2 separate regions of the Hordeum vulgare genome follow, and region 1 is linked to region 2. The links are chromatin contacts, called in public Hi-C maps. All regions are on one chromosome and are shown on one strand. Each heading gives the region's core, a stretch centred on a gene start, on an enhancer-like site or on the middle of the called end of the contact. The rest is flanking DNA. Distances are from core to core; before and after follow the strand shown.

Region 1 (5,234 bases), core at 1,417-3,916, 180 kb before region 2:
AATGTGATGCTCGGATTAGTTAAAATGATTAGAAATTTGGTGAGGGAATATTGAGATTTGAAGGAGGAAGGTGGGTATATTTTAATCCTCAATTTTACATAGTGAAAGTGATGTTGATTCTACTATTGTACAGCCACTATCACAATTATTTTCAGTTGTTGCTAGTACTTCTGACAAATATTAGTGATGTTTCCTGAATTTAAATGAAAAGGAAACAGTTTTACCTTCTTGGAATTTTCAGCGGAGATTGCATCATCAATGGACTCAGGGCTAACAGAATAGTTTGATTGCACATTCATATCAGGTGAACCATCACCATGCAGCGTCAAATTTTCTTCAGTAGTTGGCACGGCTTGGTTTTCCTCAGAAGGTGAACATTGTATTTGTTCATCACAGTGATTTTCAGTTGCGTGGTCCGAATAATTCATTTCTTTCGGCTGGTTTTCGGAATGAGCTACTTCATGATCGACAACAGACTTCTGCGCACCAGGTAGCACAGAATCAGAATCAATTTCTTCAGGTAAATCGTCCTGACCAGATGTTGATGCTGCAGCAGGTGACTGCATCAATTGTTCTCCCATGGACCTTTCTCCATGTTCAGCAGAATTTTCATTGACAGCATCAAACAGTACAGATTCTGGAATGGTATCATCATCCATTGGCGGAATCGCGAAACTAGTGTTTGTGTCACTAAATACCCCTGAGAAAGGATTTTGTCAACACACAGAAGTGTTTTGAGATGAAAACAATACAGGGTGCTAAAAGAAGGTCGCATGACATTTAGTGGCCCTTTATCCAGTGCAAGGACTCGAGCTGTACTAACGGATAGAGGACAAAAATCTTACCATGAATATCTGAATCGTCATTCGTGTTTGCATTATTGTCATCTGCGGTACTATTTGGAAGAACATTATGGATAACATAATCTGCTGCTGCATCAGCATCGCCATTGAATGAGATGGAAACTTCTATCAGTGTTGAGATGTTAACCTGCATAGCAGTGGCGGAGCATGAACAAGGGTAAGGTGATTATAGAGGTTGAAAGATTAGTAGATCGATTAGGCTTATTTGACAAAAAAAATCTAGGAAAGGGGGGCAAGGCCCCTAATTGTCCCCAAGAGGCTCCGCCACTGCTGCATAGTTAATAGTGGGGATGTCACAGTGCACGTTAGTAAGTGGTGTGCCAGGTCTATAATAATTTTTAACAATAACAAATGCATTATCATACAGTAACACCATTATTCCATATACTACTCCCTTCATTTCAAAATAATTGAAGTTCTAGGTTTGTCTTAAGTCAAACTTGCTTAACTTTTTTTTTCTTAAGTTTGACCGTTTCTATATATAGAATAATGTGGTAAGATCTATATTCTATCCACTACCTGGGCATTGCTAATTGGTAAATAAAAAATAGTTTTGCCAAGGTTTTCCTACAAAAATCACGGACCGAGAAAAACTCTCACCAATACTAGACAACAATATTGCAGAAATAATTAAAATGCATGCGTACTATTAGAGCTGCGCTGTCTAGTTTGGTTTGTGTGGTGTGGGGCTGCAGCTATTAGGGCTGCTTTTTTCTTTTCTTTGATCTTCGGATCTTTGGTCCTAGGACCTTCATCACCTTTTTGTTTTCCGTTGCTTCCTGCTATTATCAATGAACGCCAGGATCTTTAAAAAAAGTGCATGCGTACTACAATCAAATTCTGTAGTGTCTGAGAAAAACAAAGCACTTTTTTTTGTGTCATGCGTATGGCATGAAATAAAGGTGGAAGCAGATCAACCAAAGCCAGCGGTTCGCATACATATGTCCTGCAGATTAAGAAAAGAACACCATACATTTTGCATTGCAATATAATTAAGCATCTGTGTGTCAACGCAGAGCAGCCCTTAGTTTATTTCACGAAAACACGCAGGCATACACACACACACACGATCAACACCGTACACCTACGCAGTTCAGTAAAACCAAACCGACAAACTCGTCACAAATTAGTTCAACAGATCAGCAATGCGCTGAAACTGAACCGACCAACTCGTCGGCGGTATTCTACTGTTAAAAAATCATCGACTGTTCAACCGATCCAACGGGCGTGGAATACGAAGTTTTTTCAGGAGAAAACCAATCGCGTAATCGCAGTCACGGACTCACCTGCGGGAACACCTGCACGAGGCCGTCCAGGACGAGGAGCGCGTCCCCCGTCATCCTCGCCTCCTCCTGCAACCACGCACGAACGTACGTGCGCACAAACGCGGGAACGATCGATCGAACTCGTTAGGATCCAACTCGTATCCAGACCGACATGCAAAAGGAATCAAACACGGCAGGTCACGATCGAGGGAGCGGCGAGCGGACCTCGAACTTGGAGCTAGGGTGCGCGGCGCCGGCGTCGGCGTCGCCGGAGGACGAAGACGAGGAGGCGCCCGCGGTGCCGTGCTTGCACCTGGGGTCCATGCCGTCGCCGGCGGAGGAAGACGGAGAGGCGCCCGTGGTGCCTGGATTGGTTGGCTGGGGTTTCGGGGCGGGCGCTGGCTGCTCTTCTGGGTCGGAGGGCTTTGGGAAGAGGGATGGGGAGGATTTGTGGGGCGATCTCGGGAGAGGAGCCCGGCTTTAATCCGAGCAGGAAAGCGATTTCTGTTTGAGATTTTTACCGCGATGTGGTTCCGGGGGGTGGTGGTGGCACGCGACGCGGGCTGCTAGGGACGGACGACGAGGAGGCGAGGCGGGCGGGGGGCCGTTGGATCTGCAGCTCTTGGGTCGCGCTCGGCGGCAGGATTCTGAGCGAACGGTCGGGATGGGTTGTGTGCTGGTGCGGGTGTCCGGGAGAAAGCAGGGCAGCTTTGAGCCTCTGACCCTTTCAGTTTCGGGGAAGGAAGAGGATAACTACTCTGACCCCAGCTGTTCCGAGATCGAACGATGGAGCGGCTCCGCTCGGCCGTTGATGGGGGCAAGGCCTACACTCCTTTCCCGGCACGGTGAAAGATGACTCGTGCCCTCGCGGCAGCGGCACGGCGCTTGATTCCCTTCTCTTCTCATCCTGGTCGCTTAGATTTTTTTTTTGCGAAGTCATAGGGATTTTAGTCCAAGATAAGAGAGTTATTACAATCCTCAGCGACTAAATCACTGACACACGAAGAAGCTTGTCCCAGCCAACATGATGTGCTATCTCCACACCGTCCAAAGTTTGCTAAGCAATCTGCAGCCCTATTTTGATCACGAGAAACTTTTACAGGAATAAAAACCCTATCACTTAAGAGGAATTTAATCTCCTGGATCATATGGCCGTAGGCTGATCTATCCAAGGATGCATCAGATATAGCTTTAAGTACTACAACACAGTCTGATTGTACCATGATCGTGGAGTTGGAATGCTCAACTGTTAGTTTAATACCTTCTAGAATAGCATGTAGCTCCGCTTCAAGGGCGTCGTTGCACTGGAATAGCTTGCGGTAAGCAGCAAAGATTACACCACCGGTAGCGTTCCTCGATATCATACCCGAACCATCTGAGCCATCTGTAACATTGAAGGATCCATCCACTGACAGCGCCACCGTTCCTATCCGAGGGGGTGGCCAAGGCACACGGGGCGTGGGGTTTATGCGCGTCTATCGCATATCCAAGCCTTCAGAGAACACCGGCGACTTGCCCTTGATAATCTCGTCCACTCCCCGTGAAATCTGATTGAAGGTATTATAGTAGCTGAGAAGGAAGGAGGGGATACCTCTGGTGGTGGAATTGATTTACCATGTACCAGCTCATTCCGAAGGTGCCATATTCTCCATAGGACCATGATAATTCTGTTTCTGATAGAGTCATGTAATTCTGCAAGGAGATGAAACAACCATTCAGTGCCCGTCCACTTGATCATCGATCTGTTTGGAAGAGGCCAATGAGTTTGCATCAAGTCCCAGAGATAAGCAGCACTTCGGCGAGAAAGTAGCGCATGAAATGATGATTCCTGTTCACGGTCACAAAGCCTGCAGTACCCATTCAGACCAATATGCCTTCTCCCCTTTTCAGCATCCGTCGGCAGGGCGCGTGAGATCACTTGGCATGCGAAATTCTTGAGTTTTGGTGGAACCGCAGTATTCCACACTAAACGCCGGAGAGATCTATCTCCCGATGGATGATTGGTGGAGGAACCTGGACAGAATTGATCATAGTGGTCCGACAACGCCACATGATAAGCGCTCTTTACTGTCAACATGCCTGATTTCTCCCATGGCCAAGAAATGAAGTCCTCCCGTTGCCTCACAGACGTTTTGATCTTGAGAATGGAGTTCACATTCGGCTGCCAAAAGTGTTGTTGTACCAGCTCTACCTTCCGATTACCACGGTTGTCCAAGAAGTCAGTTACTCTGTTAAGGTGACAGTTCCTCTTGGGAGTAATGGATGTGTACGACGGACCCCGTGGAATCCATGGATCCCTCCAAATACGAATATCTGCACCATTGCCAACACGCCATAACATGCCTTTCTTCACTAGTTCCACGTCATACTCAATTCCTTTCCACACTGCCGAAGAGTTCCCCGAGAACACTGTATCCGTCAAGCTGTCCTTAGGGAAATATTTAGCTCGAAGGAGTTTAGCACACAGAGAAACCGGTGTCGTCAAGAGACGCCAAGCTTGCTTAGCTAGTAACGCCTAGTTATAAGCTCTCATATCCCGGAATCCGAGACCTCCTTTAGACTTGGGAAGGATTAGCTTGTCCCATGCAGTCCATGCCATTTTCTTTCTGTGATTCTCCACCCCCACCAATATTGTCGCATCATTTTAGTTAGATCATCGCACACGGAGAAAGGAAGTTTAAATATACTCATGACATAAACTGGGATGGCTTGTGCAACAGACTTGATTAACACTTCTTTGCTAGCTTGTGAGGAATACCTCTCGCTCTAGTCAATTAACCTCTTACTCAATCTGTATTGTAAGGACTCAAATTGGCCCTTATGCATACGTCCTTCCGGTACAGGGAGGCCTAGGTACTTGCGCTCAAACTCCTGTTGAGTAACTTGCACAATACCCTTCACTTCTTCAACTACCAGAGGAGGGCAGCTGTCAGCAAACAAGATGGAACACTTTGATGGATTTATAAGGGCCAGTTCTTTTGTTGGCTTCTAGAATAAGCTGGAATAAGCTACCCCCTACCCAGCTTATTCTAGAAGCCCAATCAAATTTATTTTTTTAGAAGTCTACTAGTTAAGACTTGCCTAATAGGCTTCTAAAAATATATTT
Region 2 (5,533 bases), core at 2,635-5,134:
GTGTGTAGACCCTGCAAGTTCGAGAACTATGTAGACATGACCGAGACACTCTCCGGTCAATATCCAATAGTGGTACGTGAATGCCCATATTGGATCCTACATATTCTACGAAGATCTTATCGGTTGAACCTCTATGTCAAGGATTCAGTTAATCTTGTATATCATTCCCTTTGTCCTTCGGTATGTTACTTGCCCGAGATTTGATCGTCGGTATCTCCATACCTATTTCAATCTCGTTACCGGCAAGTCTATTTACTCATTCCGTAATACAAGATCCCGTGGATAACTCTTTAGTCACATTGCTTGCAAGGCTTGTTTGTGATGTTGTATTATCGAGTGGGCCCCGAGATACCTCTCCGTCATACGGAGTGACAAATCCTAGTATTGATCCATGCTAACTCAACGGACACCTTCGGAGATACGTATAGAACACCTTCATAGTCACCCAGTAACGTTGCAACGTTTGATACACACAAGGCATTCCTTTGCTGTTAGTGAGTTACATGATCTCATGGTCATAGGAATGTATACTTGACATGCAGAAAACAATAGCAACCAAATAACATGATCATATGCTACGTTTATAGTTTGGGTCTTGTCCATCACATCATTCTTCTAATGATGTGATCCCGTTATCAAGTGACAACACTTGTCTATGGCTAGGAAACCTTAACCATCTTTGATCAACGAGCTAGTCAACTAGAGGTTCACTAGGGACATTGTTTTGTCTATATATCCACACATGTATTTGTGTTTCCATTCAATACAATTATAGGATGGATAATAAACGATTATCTTGAAACACGAAATATAATAATAACTATTTTATTATTGCCTCTAGGACATATTTCCAAAAAGATGTGTTCTTTATAAGATTTGATGGTTTTTAGGTGGTTGCATGGTGTTGCGCCTCCAGTCCTAGCTATGTTCGGACTTTCGCATTATCTTAACTCCCATCAGCTCCTCCTCTCGGTTTGATTAGCCTCCCCATACGCCCCCACTGCCAATCCATGGTTTCAATAGGTTTGTGAGACTTCAAGATTTACAAATGTGGCTTTAATTGAGGTGAGTGCCTACACCTGTGGATCCGATCACACCATTTTTTCTCAGATTTTGTCTAATTTGCATCTCATATTTCTCTTTTGGCTACTTCTTGCCTCTGCTACATCTTTGGATTTTTGTTTGGGTATTTTGGTTGGTTGTTGAGCATTTGTTCCTTGAATTTTAGCTGTCCACTTTCCTTATCTTCCCCTTCTTTATTTTCTCTTTGGATGGTTTTCTCCTCATTGATATTGTATGATTATGTGATGTTTCGCAAGTACTGATCTTGGTGTCAATTCCTACCTAATCCATCGGATAAGACTTCGGTTGGTCACATTTTCTTGGCTCTTCACGTATGTGTGCTAGCACTTCATTAAGGGTTTAGATGACCATGCACATGGTACATCTTCTCCTTTCTCTTTTCTCTCCATGTCCTTCTTAATTTGCTTGTGCAGTGACTGTCGAATTTGGACACTAGTGATTTGTTTGTGCAGTCTATTGGGGATATACCCCATGGCGTACCCGCCTAGGGGATGACCCGGCCTTTCAAGTTTGGCCCAAGAACAAGATTCATATGAGGCATGAGGCCCGGGGGGCGGCTCATCCTGAAGGCCGGGTTATCGAAGATCACCTGGCGGGTCGTCTCATTGTAGAAGACGTAAGAAGCTTTCCCTACGTAGATGACAAGATGAGTAGGAGTTGGACTAGGTCACGAGCCGCAATACGACCCGGACTCTGTTGTAATCTCAAGACCTCAACCTATATAGAAAGGGGAGCCGTGAGGTGAAAATGACAAGTGAGGAATCTTCAAGAGCTGGGCTAGCGATTCTGAACCCTTGTAATCGAGTTCATCATCAATAACACCAAACGTATGGCGTATGCTTTTACCTCCATTGGAGTGACCGAACCTGGGTAAAGGTTTAGGGTTAGCATTTAGGATTTTTAAGGTTTAGGACCCTTGTCTCTCGTTCCCGATCAACATAACAAAGAACCCAAAGCATATGTATCCTACTACAAGGATAGTCTTAGAACCGAAAAGAGGTTGCTCAGAAGAGATAAACGTATCCCAACCTTTATTGCTATTGCGCAAAGACCTTTTTTATGCCGCCTGAGTGCTCTCCAGCTCTGCCTCTGTAACCTCCTCCTCCAGAGACCCGACAAGCGCACATGTCCACCTCCACATCGCTGCCAAACAATTAATCGTCCATGTTGTTCAGCCCACCAAGCTTGGCATCGACAGTAGGGGAGGAGTTGTGCCCTTCTTGGGACCATAGCGAAGGCAACTTCCCGTGCACTACTCTTCCTCGCTGCCATCGTTGGGTGCGGACTCGGTGTTGTCCTCCTCCTCGTCGTAGGTCTCACCGAAACACGATACACCCTGCTCCTCCTCGTCGTCCTTGGCCGTGGCTGCTACCTCCGCCACCTGCTGTCGGTACCGCCAGCGGGTGAGGCGAATCACTCGAGCAAAGCTGTAGGACTCTAGGAGCGCCTCCTCCTCTGCCAAGTCCGCATCGAGCACGACTGCCCTACCGACACCGAGCTATTCCTCTGTCTACATGTGCTTTTGGAGGAGGTGGTGGTTGTAGGCGGCGTCGACCTGCGCCTTCCGGAACCTCTCCTTCCGCACCATGTCCATGTAAATGACACGAGCCTCGCCGATGGTCATGGTGCAGTGCACTGACGAGGGAGGCACGATGGAGGAGGAAGAGGAGGATAGCGTCGGGTCATCGTCGATCGCGTCCTCCATTGGGGGTATCGACATCCTTCGATTGCCTGCTGGCCCGCCAACGGGCATCAATGCCGTCCGTCTCCTTCTTCTGCTCCGACGTCATCCCGTTCGAGAGAGCTTTGATGGAGAGGAATCCATTGTGAGATCAGTGTGCAGAGAGGGATCGGAGACTCATGACTGCGGCTATGACCGGGGAGCGGTTTATATAGCAATTGCAGGCGGCAGACGGACGGACGGGTGGCATCGAAGGAGATGCCTCGGCAACCGCGTGCCATCAATGTGGACGGGAGATGGACGGACGAGCGGCCGTCGTGTCATTTGAATGCGCAGCAGTCGCCTGCACCGGGAAGCGATGCAGGCAACGCTGTCTTGACCAACGCACCGCTTCAATGCCGACGCTAGTGAGAGGTCACGTACGCTCTCGTCGGATATGAATGCGGGCACTGACGCTCTGAAGCGATGCTGGCCGTTTCACGCGAGAGGGAGGAGATATTTTTGATGGACCAGAATGGTCAAAATCGAGCGAAGTGGCAGTTCGGAATCTCGCAAACCTCCGCACATTTGTCTTTGATTTACAGAAAAATCATGTCCAAACCGCTTTACGGATCAATACAGGATCGTTTTTGATAACTTTCGCGGTCCGGGCTGCCCGGTCCGGACCCTTAATAAAGGTTTGAGGGTCTACGCCGGAGATGCCGTGAGGATTATATATGTACCTTCCAAAGTTTGACAATGTTTTCTTCATGGTAGAATATCCCACCAATTGAATCGGCGTATGGATGCGAATATCGCAATCACAATCACATCAAATTTGGTCATCGTGAAGCCCTCTTTCTCATACCGTTATGCCTTGCGAGCACAAATGCTCGATCTAGTACCGCCACGTACACAGCCACCGCCAATTCTTCCAGTCCACGGTCCAAAACGCCGAAGACGTGCACCGCTCGGCCGCAGCGGGGACAGGTGGCCCCGCGGTCCTTTCGTCAGCCGTCCGATCGACGGCCACATCCACGCCTCGCGGCGCATCCAACGGCCCCTGCGCCTCGCCTCGCCCCGCTCCTGGAGTCCTAGTGATCTTGTCGCCTTCCTCTCGCCCACATCCTTATACGGTGCCAGCGCTTGTCAGGCTGTGGGGCTTTGGCTCTGGCACATCGGAGCGGCGGAGGCGCGATGGCGGCGGTGGCCGGAGCGGGGAGGGCGAGAGGGGCGAGCCTGGCGGCGGCGGTGCGGGCCGTCGCGGCGACGGCGCGTCCGGCGTCGAGCGCCGCGGCGGCGGCGGGGGTGAGCGTGGCGGCGGCGATCCTCAAGGGGAATGACACGCCATTCGGGTCGGTCGGGTGGTGGGCGTACGCCGGCATCTCCTGCTTCCTGGTGCTCTTCGCCGGGATCATGTCGGGGCTCACCCTCGGGCTCATGTCGCTCGGCCTCGTCGAGCTCGAGATCCTCCAGCGCAGCGGCACCGACTCCGAGAAGGCGCAGGCTGGTCCGATCCGAACCCCTAACTTTTCGCGTCACCCCCTCTTTTTTTTTTCTTTTTTTTTTTGCAATTTCATCCTCCCCTCGTTGTGCTCGATCTGTTTGCCGTTTGAGGAGTGATGTTTAAGAGGAATCGTACTATGTTACATTTGGGGGATTGCGACTATCGTTACTGAATGGCTAAAAATTAGAGTTAATGCTGTCGTTTTTGTTACTAATCGGAAGAATTTAAAGGTTACGACTATGTCCATGTGCTAAATCATCTAGCAGTAAAATTTTCTGTTCTGACAGTAAAAATTACGTTACTAATGCCGACATGTTTCTAAAAGTGTTGTGGTAGGGAAGTAGAACAAACAAAAAGGAAGCAAGGAATTGGGGAAATGGGAAAAAGGGGTGTGGGGGATTTGGCTTTTTGTAAGACCCACCTCTTACGTGGGAAGATATGAAATGATCAGAGGATACTTTAGTCGACTGGGAATTGGAAGTATCATGTACCCCTGTCCCAAATTAGTTCTAGATACATCGGTATCTAGTCTAGACAAATCTAAGACAACCAATTCGGGACTGAGGGAGTAGTAGATATTGTAAAGATGTCCACTCTAGTGCTTCTTTGATCCCCTACATTTGTGTATGCAGGATTGCAGGTATCACATAACTATGGCTTTTCAGCACGTAATATATGCCGTAACTTTTGGTGTTTTTGTTTATCCTTCTGAGAAGCTGTAAATTGTTATAATCTGTCATGAGACATTACGAAACCTCAGATCTGTAGGTGGTAGGAATTTTCAATTGAATCAACAAAGGAGTGAGATACTGCTTATCAAGTGTTACTGTTAAGTGTCACCTCTTTTAGCATGTCTTATTTAATGTGTGCCTCTACACTGATGCTGCTATTACTTTTCCTCTTTTGAAAATCTGTAATTCAATATTCAATTGATTGTTTTGTTGTTGTTCATATTTTAGTTACTTGCGTGTTTTGTTTGCTGCAGCTACTATCCTTCCAGTTGTTCAAAAGCAGCACCAGCTTCTTGTCACCCTGCTACTGTGTAATGCTGTTGCCATGGAGGTACAAAGTTTTGTTGCATTTTTTATGATTTATCGCACTATATTGCACTTCCATCAGTACATTTGTGCAAACATAATATTGTCTATCTTTCAAGTTTCTAACTACAATGCTGATGATCATATATTGGTAAACATGCTAAGATATGGTCTACTCCAGACAAATGAGTTCAAAGACCAAGGTGTAATAATATTTACGCTACTGATGCCCAGTGATTCCAATCC

The links. Hi-C and Micro-C count contacts between places; a contact is called where the count stands out from the background.
Region 1: a contact with region 2 is called in a Hi-C map of seedling, with 2.7 times the contacts expected there. The contact joins the promoter of LOC123442124 here to the promoter of LOC123442103 in region 2. A contact is called at or near these places in 2 of 6 Hi-C or Micro-C datasets (leaf and seedling).

Annotation. Positions count from the first base shown.
Region 1 is chr1H:421,870,188-421,875,421 of MorexV3_pseudomolecules_assembly, reverse strand. LOC123442124 reads right to left here and starts at 2,666. Exons shown (of 9, transcript XM_045118221.1): 1 at 2,354-2,666; 2 at 2,150-2,215; 3 at 846-990; 4 at 225-700. The coding sequence starts at 2,452.
Region 2 is chr1H:421,690,265-421,695,797 of MorexV3_pseudomolecules_assembly, reverse strand. LOC123442103 (DUF21 domain-containing protein At4g14240-like) reads left to right here and starts at 3,884. Exons shown (of 13, transcript XM_045118207.1): 1 at 3,884-4,253; 2 at 5,236-5,312. The coding sequence starts at 3,941.